Linked DNA regions of Mus musculus: region 1 is linked to region 2. The links are chromatin contacts, called in public promoter capture Hi-C maps. All regions are on one chromosome and are shown on one strand. Each heading gives the region's core, a stretch centred on a gene start, on an enhancer-like site or on the middle of the called end of the contact. The rest is flanking DNA. Distances are from core to core; before and after follow the strand shown. Region 1 holds the start of 1700014D04Rik (spermatogenesis-associated protein 31D1). Region 2 has its middle 6.7 kb from the start of Gm34788.

Region 1 (3,758 bases), core at 755-3,254, 320 kb after region 2:
CCTTCCAGAACAAACAACTTCTTTCCTTCTCCTGTTTCTCTCTGGAAAGCTCTCCAAACTGGAAAACATGAACAGTAGTTTATATGGCATTGTGGTTGTTAGCCTCAAATGGAAATTTGGTGGGATCAATAAGCCTTAGAAAGGAGTCCTTGCTCATGGCTGTGAGGCATCTTCTAGATTAGCTTAATGAGATGGGAAAACCCATGCTAAATGGCAGCCCTGGTCAGCAGGCTGAGGCCCTGGACTTCTTTTACACAGAGAAAGCAAGCCGTCATGAATCTCAGCCTCCTGACAGCAGATACAATGTAATGAGCCACCTCAAGCTCCCATTACCCTGGCCTCCCCACCAGGACAGAGTGTATGCTTGAACTGTAAACCAAAGCAAACTCTTACTAGATAGCTTTTGTCACAGTATTGCATTGTGGCAACAGTAAACATAACTAATACAGAAATGAAGGTTGAGACACAAAGACTCTATAAGAGTCCTTTTATGGGAAACAGAAGATACCTGCGTGCTCAGGAGGAGCACAGCATTTTACATGATGATGTCAGGAGACAGAAGTCATGACTTCAAGCAACCAGTGGGCCATCTTAAACTTCTCTTGGCGAGCAAGAAGGACCCAGTGCCCTTCTTACCAACTGCTTCATACCGATTTCTGTATTAGCCACCTCTCTGTTGCTGTGATAAAAATAGCAAGAGCAAAGCAACTTGTAGATGAAAGGATGCGTGTGGGTTTACAGTTCCAAAGGATTAAGAGTCTGTTGTGCCAAGAATCTTAGTCAGCAGGCCAGTAGCTATGGTGGCAGGAAGAGTGGAAAACCCACATCTCGAGCCTCAGGCAGGAAGCAGGAAGCAGAGGGCGCAGACTTAAAATGGTGTGAGTCTTTAAGCTCTTACAGTTCTTCCCTGGGGACATACTTTTCCTTCAACAAGGCTATGCCTCTGGAGCCTCACCCAAAGCAACGCCACCTATTGGAGACCAAGCATTCAAATGCCTGAGACTATGGGGCGACATCTCACTCAAACCACCACATTCCAAGAGCCGCTGCTTGGAGAAATGCCCCAGGTGTAAGCCATTTCTGAGAGAGCTGTCTCCTGAGAGGAACTGTGCCTAGAAAATGATGTCATTGGACTGTGGGCCGAGGATCTCGGGAGGGGGCTCCTTGAGGGGCTCAGGTGGAACAGAGCAGGCGACAGCTTTACTACCACCTGCTGCTGTTCTGTTGGTCCCACCCTGTGCTAAGAACAAAAGAATGGGGGAGTAGGGACTCCCCCCCCCCCCCCCCCCGCTTCTCTTGGACGGCTAATATACAAGAACACCGACTTCAAATAACAGTTTCCCGTCCTAACTTTGAAAGACAGTCATCATTCTCAATTGTTCTTTGGGAAACTAAAGGGAGAGTTTGTGACATCATAAAGGGTGCTCTCAGACCCAAGCACTCTACTCTGGGTATTGACTCTGGCCAGCAGCCTCAGCTCAGCACCTCGGAAAGCTCCGCGTCCTAGGGACAGAGCTTAGACTCCTCCAGGCTTTGCTCAGAGTCTCTCAGGGGCCTCTCCACCAGCCCAGCTAAGGAAAGGCCTGCTGAAGGAGCTTGAGAGGTGGGACATGGCAGACTAAGTGTCAGGAGATACTGCTCTTCAGAGAACCCATCATGTGGAACTAAGCCAATGAGACCAGGGATCTGTGCACCCAGAGAGGTGTCCGTGGGCCCAGGTGACAACCTTGGTCCTCCTTGGATCCCCGCCCTGCCAGACCTCATTCCCTAGGGAAGTAGTGCTCTCTTCTCTCCTCAGCATCCCCCTTCAGACACGGAGCCAAACTCTAAACTCACCCAATCCTATTAACCAAGACTCGCTCCAGGGAGTTCACCGCTTCTGCCTCACCTTTCCGAGGCCTTGACGTTTCCACAGCAACAGAATGAAGTCAGTATGAGGTGTGACAGGAACAGGAGAAGCAACCCCTGCACTCAGCAAGGTAGAGTGGGCCAGTGTCCAAGAGCACTGAGCCAAAGCTCAGCCATGGTTCCGTAGCGCTGCTCAGAATGGAGAGCACCTTCCGCATAGTGACTCACACAGCTGCCAGGAGAGCTGAGGCTGTGTGGGCCTCGCTGTAAGCAGCATCACTGCATCACAGAGCAGGGAAGAGTCATAGAGGGTTTGTGAGTGCAGGGAGGAGGGTGAGCCTCAATACTCCCCTCCACCAGCACCCCTCCAAGTCCCAGCCGAGGCATCTCTGCCCAAGCCTGCTGCTCCAGTCCCATCCTGCTTCCCTGTGTGCCCTCTCTCTGGCCAGGGTCACAGTGTGTGTGTGTGTGTGTCTGTGTGTGAGTGTGTTTGTGTCTGTGTCTCTATGTGAATGTGCTTGTGTGTATCTGTGTGTGTGTGTGTAGTGTGTGTCTGTCTTTGTGTGTGTGTGTCTCTGTGAGTGTCTGTGAGCGTGTCCGTGTGTGTGTGAGTGTGTGTGAGTGTTTGAGTGTGTGTGTGTGTGTGTGTGTGTGTGTGGCTTCACCTCAGCTCCTTATGGTTCTGCTACTCTCAGTTATGATGTCACACACCAGAAGGCCAGCAGCTTCTGGAACTGGAATTCTTGCTTCTGGCTGGATTTTTAGTCTCAGGCACAAATGTCTTCCAGTACATGTCACCTATGAAATAGCTTCTTTTCACTCAGATTCATTCCTTTCTACATTTATAAATGCTGATGAGAACATTTTCATGTTCCTGACAGTACTTTCACATCTTTAATCGGGGTGGACTCAAATCGTCAAACTCATATAAAATATAGATTATGCTAAATGGATACAATTGCATCTTCAGGCATTCTTTGGTCTAATTTATTCCATTTATGTTTCTGAAATTAGTGAAACTTCAAGTTAACTGAGTTACACAGACACACAGACACACAGAGACACACAGATACACAGATACACATAGACACATACACATACACACTGACACATGCAGATACACATATGCATACAGATACACAGACACACAGACAGACAGACACATATAGACACACATACACAGAGACAGACTCACAGACACATATAGACACACATGCACACAGACACACAGACACACACACACAAACTTCCTCTCACAAATCAATGTACTGTTCTTGTGTGAGAAGAGTCCATCTTCCCTCCTTTCATTTCTCCCACATACATCATTATTGTGATCTCCATTTCTCCACGTATAGATTGTCCCTGGTCATGTCAGTGATTGCATGATCCCCTCATGGGCCTGATCAACAATACACACTTAGGGTAAGTCCCCAAGTCCTTGGTGACAGAGTGGGACTCAGGATTGTCAAAGCCAGGGAAGAACCTGGGCTGAGCTCTGTCACTGATTATTTCTAAAATACACTTGCTGTCACTGCCTGGTAATGTCCCCCACAGCCCCCAAACTGAAGAGTGTGTCACATGTTCTCCAAGTAGCATTTCCTCTCAGGGTTAAAAGAACCCAAGACTGAATGGCCCACGCCCCACTTCACCCCCTCATCCCTGCTCTTGATGCTCCCTTCTGTCTGCTGTGCTCCAGCCTGTCTGCATGCTTCTCATGCCTCTTACTAGCTCTCCCGGGAGGGGATAGACTCCAAGTGAGGCAGAACCCCACCAGTTAAGCACACATGTCTTGTCCAGAGGACAAGTTCCACTCCTTTGGCTTGCAACCTTGGCCAAGGCTTCATGTAGAACCTAGGAGAGCGATATGGAAACTTGGAGGTCACAGGCTTGGGGAGAAGGGGCTCACAGCT
Region 2 (3,623 bases), core at 689-3,188:
CAGGGAACCAGGACACCCAGAGTGACTACCTACTTAATAACCCATGGAGACATGGACCCGTGCTTCCTTGAGACTTTATAATCTTAGGCCCATGGTCACAAGAGTTCCCACTAGCTATAGTGGCTTTGAATAGACTCATGTGCATGGGGCAAACCTTACACCCTAGGAGTCCCTGTGTTTCTCCTCAGAGTCAGCATGGACTTTCGTAGGACTGTGGAGCAGAGGCAAGGTCGCATCTATGCTCTCTCTCACTGACATAGCCTCTTACCTGCTCCCTCCATGCACAAGACAACAGCCAGACCAGCAACAGCTCCTTGATCCTCCACCGTCTCATCCCACCCTGCTCCAGATGTCTGGGCCAGATGTTTAGCTCCATGATGAAGGTTTGATGTCACCAAGGTGTGGAGAGCTTTTGGGGGCCACTTGGCAGGAATCTGACATTAGGTTAGAACAGGGAAGTAAGTTCAGGCAGGAATCTAACTTTAGGCTGGAACAAAGAAGTAGGCTTCAGGCAGGAATCTGATTTGGGGCTTGGACAAAGAAGTAGGCTCAGATATCTTGTTCATCCCAACAAGCCCTCAGAAACAGCGATCACAGGAGTGACCACGGGACTCTGCTTACTGCCTTGCTTGTTCCTTCTTGTACTGCTCGCCCTTATTACTTGGATGTAATTAAAATGGTATAAAAGTGGATTGGGAAAAAATAAACCAGCCTTCAGTCTCAGAACTGAATGGGGTCATGCTTACAATGTTGTCTAATTGTCTTTTTTCTTTTTAATCCTCATTCCTGTGCTGGAGAATCTGGTGACTGACTGAGCTAGCTTGGTCACCAAGGTCAAAGTCATGAGAACCAGTAGACTTCACTATGCCCTCCCACCCCCAGAGACTTCTTCTGCCTAGGAATCTAGCTGGCCTTGCATCCCCTCGCCCCCTCATACCCTATGGGACCTTGTCATGTAACCTGATACGTGCCTGACTGTCAAAGGAGTAGAGCCCTTAAAGACCATACCTGCAGAGAGAAAGTTGTCTCAACAACCGTGTCTCTGAGAAACTGGATAGACAGGAAAGCAGCTTGTGAAAGGACGGCTGAAGGAGTTATGCCTCAGATCCGCCATTGGAAGGGGATTGGTCCAGGAGACACAAGCCACCGCCCCCCATCCTCCCCGAAAGGCAAGGACATGGAATGGGCAGATGCAGGCAAGACTCGACTGTGGGCCTACATGAACAGGAAGGATGAAGCACCTTCCAAGCCAGTGGGTTACCTGTTGTGGAGCTTTGGGATGGGGAGAGCCAGGAAGGCTGCTGAGCGGGAGATGGTGCCTGTAGAGACTGAGTGTACCAGTCATCCAAAACCTCACAGCCAAGCTCCAGCAGGTGCAACCACAAAAAAAAAAAAAAAAAAAAAAAAAAAAAAAAAAGCTTCAAGGCAGCTTTGTTGGCGCTGACAATAAACTGAAGCACAAGGTAAAGGGAATTCTGGCTCGGCAGGATGGAAGCCGTGCTGTGCAGCTCAGGTGACACTCCTGTCTACTGGAGCTACTGGTATCTCTGCTAGCACCTGTGGCCAGCAGAGCAACCCCAAGGACACAGGTCCACAAGGACGTGTTTATATAGAAGCTACCTTTAGGGAACACTCGGAAGAGCCACTTTGAATTAATAAAGAAGAGAAAAAGATTCTGCAAGTGAGAGCATTTGAAACAACTTCTGAAAGTAGAGTCCAATCCCGGTGTCACAATTCGGGGGCTGCTAGTGTGAAATTGTGTGATGCTAAAATTGATTTAAGAATGGAATGGTAACCAGGGTCACCTTTTGCCAGCAAGTCCAAAGCACAGTAATTGAAGGGCAAGCGTTCACAGCTTCTGTGTGGTCTGAGCATTGTTCAGGCCCTCTGAGATTCAAGTTGAAACTAGCTGTGCCGCCAGTGTCAGGGGCAGGGCCCTGGAGCTCCTCCACAGGCTGAGAGAAAGGGTTTGTGTAAGCCCAAGAATTCTAGGACAATGAGAGGAATGTAGTGAGACCTCCACCTCGCCCATTGGACTTGCCAACTTTAGATGCCCCAGTACAGGGGAATGCCAGGGCCAAAAAGGGGGAGTGGGTGAGTAGGGGATTGGGGGTGGGTGGGTATGGGGGACCTTTGGGATAGCATTGAAAATGTAAACGAGGAAAATACCTAATTAAAAAAATTAAAAAAAAAAAGGCAAACGGTGGTTCGGCAGCTGGGGTGGTTTAAATGAGATGCCCCCATATTCTTGGGTATTTGAATTCTTGCTCTCCAGTTGGCACTGCTGCCTGGGGAGGCTTGGAAGGTATTCCATCCTGGAGGATCTGTGTCACTGGGGGCTGACTGTGAAGCTTAAAGCATCCCACCATCCCCAGCTCAACTTTCTCTGCTTCCTGTTTGCAACCAGAGATGTGTGCTTTCCGCTGTTCTGGCCTCCATGGCTGCCTACTGCCTTGCTTCCCGACTAGCGTTCAAAATGACTGATGTTCTCAGAAATTGGATCTTACTATATTTATACTGAGTAGCCAAGGACAGCAGCAATAGCCTGTATTGGTTTGGGTTCTTCTGGAGTCTTCCTGACCGATAATTCATACCCATGTCTTGTGCTTCAATTTTCACTTATTAATAACCCATATTTTCTCAGAGCCACATTGTCCACTCATGCAGGGTAATTTCGTCCAACCTTTTATCAAAGCTGTTTATGGCTTAATTTTACGCATCTTGTGCATAAACCACGTATTCTTTACCCCTTACCCAGCAGTGGCCAGCTGTGATGGCACCATTCTGCATGTCTGCAGAAAGGGACGGCTGCTTCCCCCAGCTGAATCCCCGTGGCCACCCATGTTCCTTAGCTGAGGTCTTACACATGAGCCCCAGCCTCACACTGTGGTTACCTGTGTGGTAGACAAGATGACTTTTAAACAAGGATGATAACCAGGGCAAGACTGGGGCTAAGAAGGAAATCACCAGGTCTCAGGATGCTGAATCCAGGGTGCCCTTCTCTGCATAGCTTTGTGCTCAGGTCAGATCGGCTAAGTGCAGGAACTAAAGTGTACTGTGATGGTTTGTTATGCGCAGGGTACATCCAGGACTGTACAGCAGCCAGCCAGAATAATACTATTCTGATTCCACCAGACAGGAAAGAAAAGGGAAAAAACCCCTACAGCTCAGAAAAAGCAAGCTGATCATGCAAGAGGTCTGTCTTCTAGCTTTGACACTCTCCTGTACTTCCTTCTGACATGTCTCCCACCCCTGGAGGGGCAGGGTCCTTGATTCCATCTTTGGCCACAACCAAGGAGTCTCCCAGGCTGCACAGTGTGGTGCAGTGAAGAACAGTAGCCTCTGGTAGATTTTAACTGAGGCCTTCTATGTGCAGGCACCAACCTGGGTTCTGGGAATATGATAGACCCTGGGACTGGGTGGCCATAGGATCCAAGAGACTCATATTTGAAATGAGAGCTTGAAATGCTGACCCTGTAAGAAGGAAGAAATGTGCAGGGTAAATATTAGAAAGGTGGTGGAGAAGAAGGCCTGGGCTCTCATCCCCTAAACTCAGCAGTATCTCACGAAGTCCTTTGAAAAGCACCCCCCAGCCCTCCCCCCCAAAAAACCCCTCCAAGACT

What was found. Promoter capture Hi-C pulls out the DNA fragments that hold promoters and counts their contacts.
Region 1: a promoter capture Hi-C map of embryonic stem cells shows a contact between it and region 2, with 2.2 times the contacts expected there. The contact joins the promoter of 1700014D04Rik here to the enhancer-like site in region 2. A contact is called at or near these places in 10 of 39 promoter capture datasets (3T3-L1-derived adipocytes, the C10 cell line, the HPC-7 cell line and 6 more), 11 of 484 Hi-C or Micro-C datasets (B cells, CD8 T cells, the CH12 cell line and 8 more) and 2 of 9 other capture datasets (adipose tissue and liver).

What each region holds. Positions count from the first base shown.
Region 1 is chr13:59,744,867-59,748,624 of GRCm38.p6, forward strand. It overlaps 1700014D04Rik (spermatogenesis-associated protein 31D1), which reads right to left and starts at 2,005. Exons shown (of 2, transcript XM_017315672.2): 1 at 1,889-2,005.
Region 2 is chr13:59,422,158-59,425,780 of GRCm38.p6, forward strand. No RefSeq gene overlaps it. Among named protein-coding and RNA genes, the nearest start is that of Gm34788, 6.7 kb to the left of the region's middle. Within about 2 kb of position 1,939, at least 1 of the 459 cell types and tissues checked has an H3K27ac peak or open chromatin away from gene starts, as enhancers often do. A contact at or near this core is called in embryonic stem cells, where this site is marked.